Regions from separate parts of the Mus musculus genome. Here region 2 is linked to region 1. Evidence: chromatin contacts called from public Hi-C data. All regions are on one chromosome and are shown on one strand. The core of a region is the stretch at or near the end of the contact, and the rest is flanking DNA. Distances in the headings are between cores, read along the strand shown. Region 1 has its middle 160 kb from the start of Cxcl12. Region 2 has its middle 64 kb from the start of 6820426E19Rik.

The links. A called contact is a pair of places that touch in the nucleus more often than the background predicts.
Region 2: a contact with region 1 is called in a Hi-C map of embryonic fibroblasts, with 3 times the contacts expected there. The contact joins two enhancer-like sites. A contact is called at or near these places in 6 of 484 Hi-C or Micro-C datasets (adipose-derived mesenchymal stem cells, embryonic fibroblasts, muscle stem cells and 2 more).

Annotation. Positions count from the first base shown.
Region 1 is chr6:117,325,386-117,328,620 of GRCm38.p6, forward strand. No RefSeq gene overlaps it. Among named protein-coding and RNA genes, the nearest start is that of Cxcl12, 160 kb to the left of the region's middle. Within about 2 kb of position 1,671, at least 35 of the 459 cell types and tissues checked have an H3K27ac peak or open chromatin away from gene starts, as enhancers often do. A contact at or near this core is called in embryonic fibroblasts, where this site is marked.
Region 2 is chr6:117,430,083-117,433,317 of GRCm38.p6, forward strand. No RefSeq gene overlaps it. Among named protein-coding and RNA genes, the nearest start is that of 6820426E19Rik, 64 kb to the right of the region's middle. Within about 2 kb of position 1,744, at least 116 of the 459 cell types and tissues checked have an H3K27ac peak or open chromatin away from gene starts, as enhancers often do. A contact at or near this core is called in embryonic fibroblasts, where this site is marked.

The DNA.
Region 1 (3,235 bases), core at 421-2,920:
CCGGTCTCTATGGTGACCAGCAGCATCCTGATGTTTTGTGGAGGCTGCCAGCTAACTCTCAGTCTTTGACATATAAAGCAAACCACATCTTCCTGAAGATTTTCCTGTCTTTAAAAGTTGTTTGGAAACCAAATATATATTTCACACTATCATTAAAGACTGATGTGGGATTTTCAACATGTTTTCTAGTTTATAGAAATGACCAAAGTTTTGCTTTCTTTCCATCTGTAGAACTTTTAGAGGTGAAAAGAAAAAAAAATGGACCTCCTCCCTGTAAGACTCTCTGAAATAATTTCTCAGACAAACAATAGTAATTAGTATAGCTTGATCTTTTATAAGAATAGTAAGTAAAGACATAAGTCAGGGTAAATTTAAGTGAATATCCCAAAGTATATGCAGCTATCTGCTTACCTTTAATTTTGTGCGCTTTCCTAGTAAATTTAATTTTTATTTGAGAGAGGGGGGGATCTGGAACATTCAGAGATGCTTAAAGAATATTTTCTTAAAGAATGTATTTCATTTTAAGCCAAAGTTTATAATTACTGGGGGGAAATTCTAGAATTCAAAGTCTGGGAATTGAGGGAGTGGTACAGCAGGGACTTAGGAAGTGTTTTGGCTAAAAAGCACCGTCTCCTTCTTTGGTCCCACAAGGTAATTGGGATTAGGAAAAAACCTGACCTCTCTCCTTCATTTGTATCTGTCTCCATGGTTATCTTATTATAGAGTACCTCCCCCACCCCGTTCCAGATCCCCTAACAATATTTAAAGCTGTCTAGAGATTTCCAGACACTTTAGATCCTGGGAAAAATAGGGTTGATCAATAAACACCTTATGACTAAGGACTAAACTACCACTAAACAGACATGAGAGCCATTGTCTGCTATGGTAAGCCTGGACCCTGGAGCAGAAGTGACCACTTCATGAGAACCAGATTGCTCTCCTCAAATGATGACAATGACTAATTCAGAGTACGATGCAGAAGCAGAGCTGAGTGAGGACCAACCAGACTACACCTGGATCAGACTGCTTAACTTTGCAGATCTCTTGCCTCTACCCCATTCTTCCACTTTAACCTAAAATGCATGTCAGTGCCTTGAAGACAGTCTTGGGGCTCCCTTTATCAGTTCCTCCTTTCTCTCCTTTTCACAGCTAACTCTGTCTTTAATTAACATGTTGGATGGCAACTGCCCCCTCCTGCCATTAGCACTCTGCAAGCCCTGGCTTTTGCTCTCAAACTTAAGCCAGAGATAGACTTAGGCTGGGTTTGAAGGAAGAGGCGGCCTGGGATTTTGGCCATCTATTTTCTCCTCTGTCATTTGACGGAAGCCAGTGTTACTGCTGGATACATGGAGATTTTGGGGTCACATTATAGGGATCTATGTGCATCGTCTCTCACTGTTTGTCCTGTGAAGGAAGGAGAGAAGAAACCGCACAGAGCTTGTTGGGTTTAGTCATCCGTTTTTCTCATGACAGTGTTTAACTCTTTCACACACACACACACACACACACACACACACACACACACACCTATCAAGTACTGGAGGCCGTGCGAGGATCCGCAAATGAAGAGAATGGAGCTTTCTGCGTTTTCTTTTAGCTCATAGGACACAGCTCAGAGCCCTCACAGCAAAGGAATGACCTGTGACAATGGGAACAAAGACATCACACTCTCCACTGGCTTCTAGCTGCCTTGTATTTTTGCCCCACCCAGCCACACATGGTAATTAGTCATGGGTTTTGGTTGTTGCAGAAGATTTTCTTAAAGTGTGGGCTAATTAAGACATCCCTTTTGGCGAACCTATCTGAGATTAGTGGTTTCTTGATTAAATTTATTTCTTTCGAGTCTGCGTGATTCTGAACTCCTCCGTAGGCTTCATTGCAAGAGTCCAGCAAGCAGACTGATCATGCTTACAAACTTGGAGCTCAGAAGGATTTGGCAATATTGGTATTTTCTTTTCTCAGCTTTCCCGGATTTTTGGCTTAGGCGTTTGTGCCCTTCATCTGCTCCTCATTAGAACACCATCGGCTCTTGTTTGAGAGTTCTCAGTGCCTTAGTCAGAACTAAGAATATCCTTTCCTCCGGACAGCAGCCATGGACTTCCCAGAGCTCTGACAGAAGGGGAAGGAGCCGGGCCCCTGAGAGACTGACAGCACCCACTTTATGGGGTCATGGGAAAGACAAAGCCGAGGGCATTTGACAGGACACTAATTCAAATGACTGACTGACTCTCAAGAGGAGAGCTAAGCCAGCTCCAGGCATCAGCTGCTTCTGAGGCGCGTGAGCCATGAGGCACACATCTGCCTGAGGGAGGCTGCCTGCCGGCACAGGCCTTAGTTTGAACTTGGAAGGGAACAGTCCATTCATCCCTTTTCTGAGTGTGCACATCCATTCATTCGTAGTACACAAACGTGCCTTCGTCATTAACAAGTGGGAAACGTAGACGTGCACCAAGGAATTGTTTGGAAATAAACATCTTTGTGGTTTATTAGAGTTGTGCACTCTATTTTTATGTCCATATACCCAGGGTTGTGTAAAGATTTCATGCAGGAAGTGTTTGTGAGTGGAAGACATTTAAGAAGTTCCAGGTGACGTAAGAGAAGTTGATGACTTGCCTTCTGGGGGCTGGAGACCCAAGATCAGGGTGTGAGTGTGACTTCTTCCTCCCGAGGCCTCTCTCTGTGGCTGAAGATGATGGCATCTTCAACCTGCGTTGTCACATGACCTCCCCTGAGTGTCTGTGTCCTAATATCATCTCCTTATGCTTGATTAGTACTGACACCAAGGTCCCCATTTTAATTTAATTATTTCCTTAAAGACCTTGACTTGCTTGGCATGGTGGCCCACACTTTCCAGCCCAGCACTAGGAGGCTGAGGCAGGACAATTGCTGAGTTTGAAGCCAGTCCATTCTGCATTGTGGCTTGCAGGCTAGGCAGAGCTCCCTAATGACACCTTGTCTCTAAAAACATTATTCAATTTTTAAAAATTAAAATAAATCTCATTTCCTAATATATTTTGGGTCCTCATTAAACCCATCATGCCAATAAGAAAAACACTATTTAGCTTGTAACGAAAGGTAAAGAGGAACGGGGCAGCTCCTGCCTTTCCTAACCCACCTCAAGCCCTGTGGTTAGATTTTGGTTTTGCTTTTTGTTTTGTTGTGTTTTTGTGTGTGTGTGTGTGTGTGTGTGTGTGTGTGTGTGTGTGTGTGTGTTTATAAGCATCTGGGGGACAGA
Region 2 (3,235 bases), core at 494-2,993, 100 kb after region 1:
CAGGGAGGCAAAGCATGAGACAGGGAAACTAAAGGAGCTCTGCCTTTCCTCCTAGGAGATTCTCCAACAGAAAAGAGGCCTGGAAGTTCATAGGACTTAGCTGCTAAACTGGAGAATGGAGTGTTCAGTGGCCTCAATGGCCACAGCTAGTTGTAGTTAACGTCCACTAATTGCTTTTAGTGGACAAGGCACTGGGCTGGCTTCACTGAAGGACTGGATGCAGACTAACCAGTACCAGACAATGTGATGCTTTCCCCGTTTTCTGAAGGTTGGATGGACCCTCAGGGAGCTGGCATGAGAGAAAGAACCTGGCCCTCCACAGGCAGAGTTAGTGTGGCTGTGGCTAAGCTCTCCCACAGCACACCGTGTTAGCCTCTTTGTAAGGAGAGCATGCATCTCAGATGTGGATAATGCAGCTGGTAGATAGAAATGTAAGTAGGCATGATTTGCTGAGGGGAACATTCACCATCACGGCCTTAAGCCTGGGTAGTGTTGTTGTTGTTGTTGGTGGTGGTGGTGGTGGTGTTTAAGTCCATTTTAACTTGGTTCTGTCACTGTTGTTTTTGTTCTTGGGGTTTGAGACGAAGTTTCATCATGCAGTCTTGACTGGTTTTGAACTCAGAACCGACTTGATTTCTTCTGGCTACTGCAGACACAATGACAGTTCTTTGCTTGGAGACTTTTGGAGCACTACAGACTGTTAATAGCATCCTTGGTTCCTACGAATAGATGCCAACAGTACCTCTTCCTCAGTGATGACAACCAAGCAGACATTGCAAATGCCTCCAGGTGGGAGGGTACTTGATTATTTATTTATTTATTTATTTATATTGCAAGCCATGCATACCCCCTAAACTCGGTCACCAGGTGTGTCTGTCTCATAGTTTTCTGGGCCCTGCTGCTGGCTCTCCTCCGTCACCACACCACCCGAATGACTTAAAGCACGGCAAGCTGCCCACGTTCTCCCGCAGACTCTGATTTCTCTAGGCTGCTTCTCCAACTAACTTATGCTAGCCAAGTGACTCACTGCGCTCACTCAGCAATTGGATCCAACAGACAGCACTCACATACAGCCTGATGTCACCACCACCCTCAGAGGTACTTCCATTGTTCACCACCACCCCACCACCTGTGTGCTCATTCTCTCATTCAGTCCTCCTGCAAGGCCCACGAAGTGGTGACCCGTCCTCCTTGGATGCCCCCCTCACTGACTCTTGCTTGTCCCTCAAAGAGGAGCCCATTGCAGGTTTCACATCTCTTTTAGCATGAGGAAATTAGAAAGGACTGGTGAAACTCTTGTCAAAGTACTTCCTGCTTGAAAGGCCTGGAGGGAAGCCAAATTCACTGCCCCCTGGCTGACATCCCCTGCAATGGCCACTCTGCAAATGAACTCCAGAGAAGAGGAGATCTGGGTGGTCCTTCCAGAGAGACTTTAAATTCAGTCTTCGGCTCTGGAGCAAATAAACACCTGTCAGATGCTTAAACTTGTAGATCACACAGTGTGGAGCACAGTGCATGGTGTCTTAGGACTGCGCCTTCCACATGGTGTGACCCCACAGTGTATGGTGCCTTAGGGCCCAGGCACCGGTGCTTACTCAGCTGCATCAGGGCATGACCACAAGCACCGGAAACCACAGAGAGCACATCGACTCTTTACTTCCGCAAGCATGCAGCTATCAGGAGCTGCAAACCCACTCTGCAATGAAGCTGTGATTCAGGCTTGCCTGTGTGTCGAGCATACAGCCCTGATGTCTCGAATGACAGACAGCAATAATCAGAGGCAATCCTATGAGCACATAGAGGCACACAGACTCAAGTCAAGGCTGTAATTAACTTACACTGTTCACATCTGTTACCTCATCTGGGAAGTAGAAACTGGCCACACTGCTGTTAGTACCAATTTTGTCACTGCAGAGTCCGGTGATGGCTGGATAATACTCCACATAATCAATACACTTGAAACTCCAAATATCACAGGGTGTGTGTCTGGAGCATGCATCACAGATGGTAATGGTTTGGGGCCCTAAGTTTCCTGCTATCATTCGTGTGTGTTTTCAGAATCAAGACAAGACTCTCTCCAAGAGCAAAGTACTGATCCTGAGGCTGCCAACATCTTCTTGCATACACAGTGCTCCTGGGCCTGGGAACTTACATGGGGCAGGGTTTCAGATACGAAGAGGTGAGCACAGCAGCTAGCTCCATCAGAATAAGTAAATCCTTTCTCCCTCCCTCCTGCTCCTGGCTTGGGTCATCACTAAATAAAAACCAAACAGAAACTACCAGTGCCCCTTTGTTATTGCAGGTTGAGAGCTGGGATGATCCAGCCCAGGACTGGAAATTTAATCCCACTCTGCTTCCCAGACACAGACACTATTAAAGTTTCGTTTTGTCCTCTCTGGGAGTTAGAAGAACTGCCTGGATGCTTTGTGCCCAGATGATTCACCTTGTCTCTTGTGACAGACCCTGAAACTGCTCTCTCCTAAAAAGAACTCAGTGACTTAGACTAAATGCATAGTTTGCAAAATGTCCCGAGAACCGTAGATGGGAAAGAAGATCTTAAGCTATTGATGCTTAGTGTTAGGATCATGAGCACCACTGTGGATAATTGCCTGAGTGAAGACACTTGTGTGGACGCTACTTACCTAAAGGAGGAAGGCTGGGGCTCATGGACAGCTCCTGCACATACAAGCAGGCACAGAAGCAATGAAAGCAATTCAGGGTGATCAGCAACACAGTTGGCAAAGAGAAAGGTTTCCATCCTGGGCTCAAACCTCTTTCTCCACACTCCAACCACACACACACACACACACACACACACACACACACACACACACACACACACACACTGTTCAACCTCGTTCATGGACTGAGTGACTGACCACGAGGTAGCTGCCAGAAACATCGCTGTGATCTGGTGGGATGATGGGGGCCAAGAGGATGAGATGAGAGATCCTTATGGTGGCTTGAATGAGAATGGACCCCATAGGCTCATATAGTTGAATACTTAGGCACTAGTTGGTGGAATTGTTTGGGAAGGATTGGAAGGTATGGCCTTATTAGAGGAAGTGTGTTATTGGGGTGGGCTTTGAGGTTTCAAAAGCCCATGTTGTTCCCAGTTTGCGTTCTCTCTCCCTCTCTCTCTCTCTCTCTCTCTCTCTCTCCCTCCCTCCCTCCCTCCCTCCCTCCCTCCCCTCCCCCTCCCCCAGTCTCCCTCTGTTTTGTGGTTGTTTTTTTC